Linked DNA regions of Cricetulus griseus: region 1 is linked to region 2. Evidence: chromatin contacts called from public Micro-C data. All regions are on one chromosome and are shown on one strand. Each heading gives the region's core, a stretch centred on a gene start, on an enhancer-like site or on the middle of the called end of the contact. The rest is flanking DNA. Distances are from core to core; before and after follow the strand shown. Region 1 overlaps LOC103161844 (a long non-coding RNA gene). Region 2 holds the start of LOC100767989 (spermatogenesis-associated protein 31D1).

Region 1 (6,029 bases), core at 14-2,513, 130 kb after region 2:
TTCCCTTCTGTGGAGCAGGCCTCAGATCCAAGTAGAAAGCTGTTGGTTAATTCCATAACCTTTACACCACGGTTGTAGCATGGGCACACCTTGCCTGGCAGGTTGGCATTGTAGCATCCAGGGTTCGACAATGGGTAAGACCATTGATTATTATTATTATTATTTTTATCTCCCAGAAGCCTGCATAGCACCTCCCAGATCGGGAGGTTTCAGGTCACCTCCAGCTCGTTTCTCTATACCCCGTGACCAAAGTGTGTAGTGTCTTTAGCAAGAGGGTCTTGCCATCTGGTTATTGTGGTCCACCAAGAGTAATGGCAATAGCCTGTACTGTTTTGGGTGCCTCTGGAACCTCCCTGACCAATAACTGATAGGCTTGTGTGCTGGCTAATTTTATGTTAAATTGATGCAAGCTTGAGTCATCTGGAAAGGGGAACCTCAATTGAGAAAAATGTCCCACCCGCAGATTGACCCGTGGTGCATCTTTTTAATTGGTGATTGGTTTTGGAGGGCCCAGCTCACCAGGGGCAGCACTGCCCTGGGTACTGTAAGAAAGCAGGCTGAGCAAGCCAGTGAGCAGCACCCTCCTCCATGGCCTCTGCATCAGCTCCTGCCTGCAGGCTCCTGCCCTGCTAGAGTTCCTGCCCTGGCTCCCCTGGATGGTGGGCTCTGCATGCTGGGCTACAAGGTACGATAAAATAAACCCACTCGTTCCCACGTTGCCGCTGGCTATGGGGTTGTATTGCAGTAATAGAAACCCTGAGTAAGACGGGAGATATCTCATCTGATACTGAGATTTTAATTTAGTGACCACAGTGTGAATTTTCAACAGCAACTCTGTCATCCAGGGGTCACAGGAATGCCACTCCAAGCAAAGGATCCCCTGAAGGTTTCAGGTTGGAATCTGGTGTGTGTTCAGGTTGGACAACAGATTCGATCGTGGCAGTGGTATTGCTTCTGCTAACTGCTGGAAGACAAGGCAGGATGCTGTATTTAAAATGACTTATAATGTCTGATAACTTCCTGTTTGTGGTGGGGGTCCAGCTCTGGGCCTCATGTGTGTCACACATGCATGCTGCTACTGAGGTGCCTCTAGCAGCTTTTAGGTCTGGGTGATTTGTACTTAATAGTTGGTTATACTATTCCTTGGACAATTTCTGTGCATGACCAAAAATTTCCATAGTTAAAAAATGTATACATCACCATAGAAACAGGCTTGACTCATGACCTACATCCACTAAGACAAATTGTGTTTATAGTATGTCTGAACCCTGGGACTTAGAATTGAAGACTGTGTGTGTCCATACGGACTTTTATTTTTGAAGAAAGAGACACAGCAGTTAAGTCAAACTAAACAGAAAGCCTGGCTTCAAATTCTGAATGGATTTTGAGAGCAGGCTGCTCTCTCTTCTGGGAGTCTTATTTTGGTAAACGTGTGTGTGTGTGTGTGTGTGTGTGTGTGTGTGTGTGTGTGTGTGTGTGTGTGTGTGATGTGAATCATGTGTTGGAGTCACCTGATTTAGCTGGGGTGTAACTAAGTCTGGAAGGCTTAGTGGGGAGATGTGTTTTTAGTATCTCCCCACCACACATGATTATGGTTTTATGAGATTTGGGGTCTTGAAAAGGGAGCTCTCTGGTCTACACTGCCAGGATTATTTGGGGTCTTTGAAAGGGAGCTCTCTGGTCTACAGTGCCAGGATTATTTGGGGTCTTGAAAAGGGAGCTCTCTGGTCTGCAGTGCCAGGGTTATTTGAACCGTGTATTTTGCAAGCTCATCTTTGTTTTGTTTGCGCCGTAATGTCATGTCTGCTTCCACCACAATCACATGGATAAAGAACAGGAAGGTCAGACTGTCTCCCAGCATGCAATGGTATTGAATTTGCTTTGTGCAGGCAGTTGAAATAACACATTCCGTCTCACTTTAGCAAGAGCTCAGATAAGATTCTATATACTTTAGAAAATGTGGAGACAATCATGCTGCGCCTACCATGGAAAAGTTTTGTAATAAAAACACTGGGAGATGATGGGCTGTAGTGTCATTGGCAGGGTGCTGGCCTGACATGCGTGAGTCCCCCAGCATTGCACAGGCCAGGTTTGGTGGCACACACCTGTAATTCAAAGACTCAGGAGGTAGAGGCAGGAGGATCAGAAATTCTGGGTCTTATAGAGCTACACAATGAATTTGAAGCTAGTCTGGGATACATGAGACCTTGTCTCAAACAAACAAAAATTTGGAAAGGGTTTCAATGAAAACTACTAGGTTTAAAAATATAGTACGGAGCCTGGAGGCGGTGGTGCATGCCTTTAATCCCAGCACTCTGGAGGCAGAGGCAGAGGCAGGTAGATCTCTGTGAGTTCGAGGCCAGCCTGGTCTACAAAGCTACACAGAGAAACTCTGTCTCGAATAATAATAATAATAATAATAATAATAATAATAATAATAATAATAATAATAAATGTAGTACTGAATTTCAGACTATGACTCAGTGTTGATGCCCTGTCCCCATGTGCTCAAGGCTCTGGGTTCAATTCCCTGGCACTGAAAAAACACCTCAGTGGGAGGGCAACTCAGAAGGCAGCATCGCAGCAGAGACCAGGTGCCTGGTGGCTAAAAGGAGAAGATGAGCTACCATGGACACCCATCTCCCTTCCTCCCCACTTTCCTCTCCTTCTTGCTCTCTCTCCCCTCTGTCTACCATGCTGGCTGGCACTTGTGTTCTCTTCTGCCTTCTGCCTCAACATTGCGGTGGAATGAGGTTTCTGAAACTGTGGGCTCAAAAAGGACTCTCTTCTATAGACGGCCTTTCTCAGTGTGTGGCACACTGACACTAGCTTCTGCAGTCTGTCTGTCTCTACCCTCAGCGCTGGGTCACAGGCAGGCATGCTCAGTCATTCTGGGTCACAGGCATGCACAGCCATGCTGGGTCACAGGCATGCACAGCCATGCTGGGTCACAGGCATGCTAAGCCATGCTGGGTCACAGGCATGCACAGCCATGCTGGGTCACAGGCATGCTCAGCCATGCTGGGTCACAGGCATGCATGCACAGCCATGCTGGGTCACAGGCATGCATGCACAGCCATGCTGGGTCACAGGCATGCACAGCCATGCTGGGTCACAGGCATGCATGCACAGCCATGCTGGGTCACAGGCATGCTCAGCCATGCTGGGATTCCTATGTGGGTGTGGTACCAGTTCTCTTGGTCTTATGACAGTCTTATAACTAAATCCAAGTCTTCGAAGATTCTGGATCTCTCCTAAACTCCTTGGAAAAATGAAGATGGTAGTACCATCTTCCAGGCCTGTGGCAGCAAAAGCAGCCAGTAGTGGCGTTGATAACTCGTGGGCACCTGCTTAGCTTCTGAGGGGAAGATGGCACAGTAATGTGTGTGACTCTGAGAGGAGGGTGTGAATCTTGAACATGGCATCCACAGGTGCATTGCTGGGAGGTGCCTTCCTCTCGAGAGTCCTTGCATGCCCCGTCTAGCCAAGCGTGGTATTAAGAACATAACAGTGAATGAGTTGTTATAGCTCCACAGACTGCAACAAAGTCCCACAGCTGGTGACTCCACCTCCCAAGTGCCACCATGCAGATACTTCATGTTTATCTTATTGCTATTTTTATCCTTATATTCTGCCAGGAATTGAACCCAGCACTCTGTGCACGCAAGATGAGCAGTCTGCCAACTGAGCTCTATATCTGCAGTCCTACTGAAGCCTTTCTGGGCTGGTGAAGTGGCCAGCGGGTAAGAGTACTTTGTCTGCAAGCTTGAGGACTTGACTTGAATCCCCAGCACAGACTTGGAAATCCCAGAATGGTTGGATGTACCTGGAACCCAGCCTTGAGGTCAGAGACAGACGGATTCCAAGAGCTCCTTGGCCAGTCAGCATAGCTTAAATGGTGAGTATGTGCACACATGAGCTGAACTCTCTCCATCCTCACTGAACCACATATATCACATGTATAAAAGGAGGGAAAACCTTTTCTTTAAGTTTGAGCTTATTTTTAAAATAAGAAGCAAAAGCAGCCCTATAAATGGAAGAAGAAATAAATGCACACGTTGTACCATGCATGCTGTCTCATAAAGGTACAAGATGATAAGGCTGAGGTGGCAGAGAGTGCTTTGGTAGGATGGAGCTGTGCCAGAGAAGGAAGATGAAGAAGGCGGAAGGAAGGAAGGAAGGAAGGAAGGAAGGAAGGCAGGAAGAAAGGAAGGAAGGAAGGAAGGAAGGAAGGAAGGAAGGAAGGCAGGAAGAAAGGAAGGAAGGAAGGCAGGAAGGAAGGAAGGAAGGCAGGAAGGAAGGAAGGAAGGCAGGAAGGAAGGAAGGAAGGCAGGAAGGAAGGAAGGAAGGCAGGAAGAAAGGAAGGAAGGAAGGAAGGAAGGAAGGCAGGAAGGAAGGAAGGAAGGCTTGACACCCAGGTTTCCTCGTGGGGTTACCTCAGCAGTGTGGGATGACCAGGGTCACCAAGTGGACTGTTGTTGGATCTTGTTGTGGTCCTCGGCAGTTGGATTCATTGCAGTCCTTGGTTGTTGGATTCATTGCATTACAAACAAATGATAAATAAAATAAAGTAGAAATAAAAAGCCATGATCCATAAGGGTCATACATGGAACCCGATGACAGCCATGAGACACACAGTGTAGTTCATCTACTTGTTTTTATCTGAGGTCAAAAAAGTAAAAAAAATAAAAAATAAATGAAAAAGAAAAAAAGGAAGTGAGATAGAGGGGGAAGAGAAATTCAAAAAGTTTGAAATGATTTTGGAGGGAGCCAACTGGACAAACAAATGGGGGAAGAGAGTGTTGCCAAGAGAAGACGGGAATGGATTACAAGGCTGAAAGACCTGGGCTTCTAGTGCTGAGGCAGAACAAAAGCACAGCCTAAGTGGTGCTTGTGAGCCACGAGAGGGACACTCTGTCTCCACAGAAGAGTGTCAGCCAAAGGGCTGGATTCCAGGAGAGGGCAATGTGGTTAGACGCCACACGGAGGGCTGGCCTGATGCACACTGACACTTAGCCAGCTGGGGTTTTCCAAAACGCTCCAAGTGTTGTGGTCTCTCCTGGCTCTTGTGATAGGCCAGGCTATTAATAGGAGGAACCACGAGACTGACCTGTGGCCGTAATCACCTCTGATGAGGACTTCTGCCTCTTGTGGGTAGCTGAGGAGACTCCTTTGGGAGTTGCCATCCTGGGTTAGCCTGATGTGGGAATGATGCATGCTGGGAGCAGTCCAGGGAGCTGGGTTTTGCAGTGATGTGCCCAATGGCCACTAGAACATGACATAACTATTCAAGATGGCAAAGTTTGCGTGACAGCAAAGATAGGCCCTTTGCTGGAGGGGCGTTTGGAGGGCCTCCCCCACCCCAGTTGATTTAGCATGTCCTGATGATGCTGGGAAAGAAAGCCTTCCGTGACCTGTGATTCCCACCTGTCCCGTTAGACTTCTCTGTCCACCCCCCAGGCCATGGTTTATTATGAATCTGTCTTCCTCTGCTTCCCTCTCTTGAGGACAGAGAATTAAACTCTGCACTCAGCCCAGGTGTGATGGCTCACATGGCAACCCTAGCACTTAGGAGGATCAAACCATTCAAGGTTCATCTCAGCTTCATGGAAGCTAACCTGGGCTACATGAGATTCCATCTCAAAACAAAACAAACAAAGCAACAAATAAATGAATACAATCCATGCTCAAGAGCTGCTAATGGGTTCTGCCTGTCATCCCAGCATATGGGGTGTAGAGACCGGAGAGTCAGGAGTTCAGGGTTATCCTCAGCTACATAACTAGTCTGAGGCCAGCCTGGCCTACAAAAGACATGCTTCCAGACACATAAGCGTATTGTCTATTTCTTTATATTTATAGGGACATGTGTGTTATCTATTTCTTCATACATAAAAAAATAGGTGAGGCAGGGTTTATACTTGCCATTTTAGTTTTACATTTTATGCCTTTTGTTCCTTTGTTTCTCCTTTATTGTCTTCTTTTGTGTTTTTTTGGTAGACCATTTAAATTCTCTTGCTGTTGTTTCTTTG
Region 2 (5,916 bases), core at 981-3,480:
TGACCTGTTTAAAAACAACTAACTGAACAGAAGTGTATCTAAGTGTTAGCTAGCAAGCAGTATTCTCCACAGGTACCACTTCTTGGCTATGAAATTTCCTTAGTTGGAGGCAATGAACTCTCCTGCCTTCAAGTTCCTGCCTCGACTTCCCTCAACAGCTGACTGTGATCTGGATTTACAGGCTACAATAAACCCTACTCCTTAAAGGTGCTTTTGGTTGTGGCGTTTTATCACAGCAACAGCAACAAGACTAGGACAACCAGCATGCATAGAAAGAGGGCTACAGGCCCAGGTGGGGTTCGGAGCCTGGAGCCTGTATGCCTAGTCCTTTTGCTCTGTCCTTGGATACCAGAGAGGCTGCATCCTCTCCCCATGACTCCAGTCTACACACTTAATCCCTTTGGGTAACCCTCCCATGACAACAGCAGGCTATGCTAAGTTGACCTTGGGGTAAGGATGGGGGTGGGACCTGAAAGAAAGGGAAAATTGTTACCTTTGCACAACAGACAGCAGCTTCCTCCTCTCCTGAGCTTCTCTGTGGAAGATTCTAAATTCTGGAAAGCGTGTGGTGTGGGTTGTAGGGAACAAAAGACAGAGAGGTGGGCGTCACACCATTCCTCTAAGGGAAACACCTAGGCTATTGTAGTCTGAAATCATCAAGAAACAGCGGACATGATGAGTTGTCTTCATTTACAAGGTCCCTCTGTGAACATCATGGCACTATGGACAGCACAGAAGCTCACAAGTCTGGGCTTCCCGAGAGATGTCTGAGCCCAGGTGTGAGGTACAGACATGCCACCAGGAGGCGCTGTGGCTACGGAAACAACGCACAGTCCTCCCTGGAAACCTCCTGGGCTCACTGCATGGCTTCATGCCCATGGGTGAGCAGAGCAGGGGTGCAGGGCTGGTTCTCAGTCTCCTATGAGGGAGATAATGTGTCTAGTGACATGGTATCCTCAGCTGTTGGACCCGGGCTCTCTTATGGAAATTACAGGAAGGAAACATGTTGGTCTTAACACCCCAGGGGTGGGAGCCTACCTTTAAACGATGCTCTCCGTCCTTTCTTAGCTTTGCCCTGTTGCTGTGAACAACAAAGAATAAAAAATGTTTTTTTATGGGTGCAATGAGCTTTATTGATGGTATTCAAGAAGAGTAGGGCTCCCTAAGCCCCTCAAAATGTTTTTTTTTTTTTTTCTGTTGTTTTTCCTAGAATTCATTTAACCAAGAATATGGTGAGTTCCAGTCAAGCAAGATTAATCCAAATCTTTATTGTTTACTTTCGAAAGTGATAGAAGATTTTCAGTCCTTCCTTCTTTGAGAAACCAAAGGAGGATTTTCGTCTGCAAGAGTCACGGTTGGGAGCATCACTAAGAAGTCCCGTGCTAGGCGGGGCAGTGGTGGCGCACACCTTTAATCCCAGGGCTTGGGAGGCAGAGGCAGGCGGTTCTCTGTGAGTTTGAGACCAGCCTGGTCTACAAGAGCTAGTTCCAGGACAGCCTCCAAAGCCTCAGAGAAACCCCTGCCTTGAAACCCCCCCAAAAAAAAAGAAGTCCCATGCTGAGTAGCATAGACTGAGGCCAGGGCCACAGTGGCTCTCGCTCCCCTGGGACACTTTGTCCTAGGGACAGAGCTCTGCTCAGTTCTGCTCAGAGGCCATGTGTGGTCATCACTGCTCTCCCAAAGCACAATTGGAGGAAGTGAAGATGAAGGAGCTGAGGGGACACGTGAGGTGGGAGAGGGGACGGGACCAAGTGTCAGGAGACACTGCCCTTCAGCAAACCTGACATCTGGAACTAAGCCAGTCAGAGCAGGACTATGGACCAACACCATGGACACCCAGGAAGGAAGCCGTAGATCCAGAAGGAAACTTCAATTCCCTCCATCTCAGGCTCCGTGCCTTCACACGACAGCGTTCTCTCCTCGCCAGCGTCCTAGCTCAGGCACTGCTGCAAGGCAGCCAAACTCATTCAATACCACAAGAGTAGAAATGGAAACTACAAGTGAAGAAGCTGCCCAAGGAGCTCACCACACTGCCTCACCTGTCTGATGTCTTGATTGTTCTGTGTGGGTAGGAATGGTTTCAGCGTCCGGTACCTCAGGTACAAAAGAAGCACAACCACTGCACTCAGGAAGATGAACTTGGAGTGAATGTCCACAAAGGCTGAGGAGAAATGTCCAAAGCTCAACCATGGTTCAGTAGCGCTATTCAGAAAGGAGAGGACCTTCTCCATAGTGTGAATCGCAAGGCTGCCTGAGGCAGCTATGTTCTGAGGCTGCGCGGGCCTCACTGTAGAGTCAGGCCTGCATCACAGACCCAGGGAGAGTCACAGAGGGTTTGTGAGGTGGGGAGGAGGGTGAGCCTTCGCTCCCCTGCCCCACCCCCCAGCAGAGCCCTCTGCCCGAGCCTGCTGCCCCGTTGCCACCTAGCTGTCCTCATGTCATGTTCCACAGGGGTTGCTCTGTGACCAGGACTTCACCACAGGCCCATTTACTGTCTGAAGCTCTCGAATTGGATCCTTGCAATTCTCCTGCCTAGAGCTTGACATGGCGTCTTCCTGGAAATGTTTGCTGTTTGTCGGTCTCCCCTGGACCAATGTCCTTCAACACATCTTATCCACAGGACCATTTTCTCTAGCTAAGGCGAAGTTTCCTTTCCATGTATTTACTTTGTGAATGCCCAATGGCCAACCTTTGTGTTTGATCATCTTTCGGGGTCTTCAGAGGCACAGACTAAAATCATAAAGCTATTGTAAATATGGGATGTATAGAATCAAAACTCCAATCTATCTTTTGGGTATGATTATACTTTTTTTTTTTAGTGGTGATGTATTTGGAAAGTCAGATCGGGAAGGAGCAGGCTAGTCATAGAAGGGGGCGCGCCTGGTGGTTTGGGGGAAAGTTGGTTAACGGGGTCAGAGGCAGGCCCGCCAGCTGAAGAATCTTAGGGAACCCAGCAGGCTGTGTGGTCTGTGGATAGCTGGAAATTAAAGTCTGCTACACAGAGCAGGATGAGGTGGGGAACCTGGAAGGCTGGCCAAATGGAAATGGGAGAACTTGTGTGAGCTGGGATGGAAGGGTAGGTTGGGTAGACAAATGTTTTTGTGGTTGTTTGCACTGGGTAGAGTTGAGCAAAGTGGGAATGGAGCTGGCTAGGTAGAAGGGAAGCTGAGGGGCACGGACAGTGTTATCAGATCCTGGAAAAGCAGACGACTCCTGGATGGCTGGGTGGGCTGGCAGGTCAGCAGGAAGTAGACCAGGGCGAATGAGACCAGGCTCACCATCACGGCGGCCGTTGTGTCCTAAGCTGGGTTGGGGAACTGGATAGCAGCCAAGGCTGCTGGGCAGTATGTGTAGGCAGTGTGCAGAGTGACAGAATAGGAAGCAGGGTATGTTGGCAATGGGACACCTCGTGTGGAGGACAAGCCGGGGAGCATGGCAGGCTGGCCAGCTAGGATGTGGCTGGTGGCAAAGGTGCCATGGGTTAGGTTTAGGGGCAAGGTGGGGTGAAAATGCTAGGGGGCCACAGGACAGGGTGAGTTGGCCATGCAAGCATGCCGGGGGTGGGGCAGAACATGGTCCTGCTACATTGCCCAGTGTAGCTTGGGAACGGGCTTTGCTGGAAGATTAGGTAGGATGGGAGGAGGACAGGATGCAGTTGAGGTGACGTTTGGCATGTTCTCGGGGTGCACAGGTGGTGTGGGGGGACTGGGGTGAGCAGAGTAACAGGCCAGGCTAGTGGCCACTCTGTGACAGCACTAAAGTATGTCGGGGAATGTGGGAGGCTGTGGAGACGGCAGAAATAGATAGGGTGAAGACAGAAACTGCGGTTAGATGCCGAGGGGCAGAAGGTGAGGAGGGTTACAAGGGCCGACAGGTGTCAGGGCTAGAGGAGGCATACCACAGTGAGTCTGGGCATAGTGGGGGGCCCTGTCCACTCAGAGGGGGAAATTACAGACCCGAATGAGCTTAGGAAAGGGGCTGCCTGTGGCCTGGCCATGGTTGGATTAGGGTGCATTGGGATTGTGGTGATCTGTGGAACCAGGCATTCTGGTGGCACTATTGTGACATGAGGAAAGGGAATTATGTGACATCATAATCAAGGAACTTTGACAAGAGCTCCATGGTGGGCTAAGCTGAGGTGAGAAGCAATCCACAGGCTAGTTGGCGCAGGCTAGGGTGAGCCATGGAAGCTGGCTGGCTGGCAGCTTAGGAGGCACAGAACTAGGCTGGGTAAGATGAGGATCACAGAGCCCTGAGTGCTCCAGGGTCAGACACAGAACGGATTGAATATTGTACTGTGAGTGAGTGGAATGAACACGAGGGTGCAAGGGGGCATCTTGGGAATGGTCTGTGTGGCATCCTTCTCACGGATGGAATTGTGTGACTCTGGACACTGGACAGATTCACAGATCACAGCTCAGGGCACCGTGGCACTGGTAAGGGAGCATATGGGGTGCACTGGGCTGACAGGAGAGCAGTGTGCAATTTGGACTACAATGAGTTGGGTTACTATAGAATCTGCAGGCTAGGCAGCTGAGCTCACTGAGTTGGGAACCCGGTAGGCAGAGTGGCCACGAATGTCTAGTCAGTATTGCACATAGAGTCCACAGTTGGGTGAGATTAGTACCTTTTCTCCCCCCAAAACCTGTACAGTGAGTGCTTTCTTACTTAGGAAGTCCTTCCCTGTGCCTCTGTCATGCTGTTCCCCTTCACCTTTTCAGAGGTTCAGGTCTTACATTGAGATTTTTCCCCCCTTTGGTTTTTAGAGACAGGTTTTTCTGTGTAGCCCAGGGCTGTCTTGAAACTTGTTCTGTTAACCAGACTGGTTTCAAATTCACAGAGATCCGCCTGCCTCTGCCTCCCGAGTGCTGGGATTAAAAGCGTGCGCCACCACTGTCTGGCACCTTGATGCATTTGCAGTTCACTGGTATACAAGGTGACAGATGAGGCTCTGGCCTCATGCTCTATGTGTAGACATGCTTTGTTGAAGATGCTGTCCTTCTCTGGGTGTATTTCTCAGGCCCACTTTTTTTATGTGGGTGTTGGGGATTTGGGGATTGAACTCAGGCCCTTGTGTTTGTGCAGAAAGCACGTTTATCATTTAGCTCACCTCCTGCTCCTGGATTTTTAAATTAGTTTATTAGATCCCTATTCCATGCACTCGGTCCTAAGCCAAGGCACCCTTCAATGTAAGAGATTACACCTTTTAACAGATTATGACCACAAAGAGCTTCTTGTAGTGTTTGGAGATACTGTACACAGTGTGTGTGTGTGTGTGTGTGTGTGTGTGTGTGTGTGTGTGTGTATGGGCACGTGTGTTTAGGTGTGTATGCACCTGTGTGCATTCATGTGGGGGGTCAGAGGTTAATATTGTCTGTCTTCTATTGCTTTCCATTTTAAAAATTAAATGTTTTATTTAGTATTCATACATATACATAACATGTTTGGATCAAATCCACCCTCCATCCTTCTCCTCCCCTATTCTTGCCCCTCTTCATGGGCTTTCTCTTTTTCACTATCTACTGAATGCTTGTGGGGTAACCTATTAGAGGATAGCCAGTCTCTCAGGCCTCTCTCTCTCTCTCTCTCTCTCTCTCTCTCTCTCTCTCTCTCTCTCTCTTTCCTCTCCTCTCCTCTCTCTCTCTCATGACTCTCTCTTCTCTGGTAACCATCAGCTGTCAGTGGCTCCTAAACTTCATCCATGCCGGGGTTTTGGCTGGTTGATCTTGTGTGGGTCTTGTGCACTCTGTCCCAGCCATTGTGAGCACATTTGTGCAACTGTATTGTCGTGCCTGGCAAATGCTCCCCCTCTGGAGACCTCTCCCACTCTGGTCCTTACTGTCTTTCTACCCCTCTTCTGAAATGATCTCTGAGTCTTGATCTCTGAGTCTTAAGGGGGGAGAGTATGCCAAGCAC

Evidence for each region. A called contact is a pair of places that touch in the nucleus more often than the background predicts.
Region 1: a Micro-C map of the CHO-K1 cell line shows a contact between it and region 2, with 3 times the contacts expected there. The contact joins the enhancer-like site here to the promoter of LOC100767989 in region 2. A contact is called at or near these places in 2 of 8 Hi-C or Micro-C datasets (the CHL-YN cell line and the CHO-K1 cell line).

What each region holds. Positions count from the first base shown.
Region 1 is chr3:278,956,923-278,962,951 of CriGri-PICRH-1.0, forward strand. It overlaps LOC103161844 (a long non-coding RNA gene), which reads left to right. Exons shown (of 7, transcript XR_004769434.1): 3 at 3,639-3,898. Among named protein-coding and RNA genes, the nearest start is that of Tut7, 25 kb to the left of the region's middle. Within about 2 kb of position 1,264, at least 1 of the 6 cell types and tissues checked has open chromatin away from gene starts, as enhancers often do. A contact at or near this core is called in the CHO-K1 cell line, where this site is marked.
Region 2 is chr3:278,825,139-278,831,054 of CriGri-PICRH-1.0, forward strand. LOC100767989 (spermatogenesis-associated protein 31D1) reads right to left here and starts at 2,231. Exons shown (of 4, transcript XM_027409594.1): 1 at 2,040-2,231; 2 at 1,039-1,081; 3 at 494-554. The coding sequence starts at 2,231.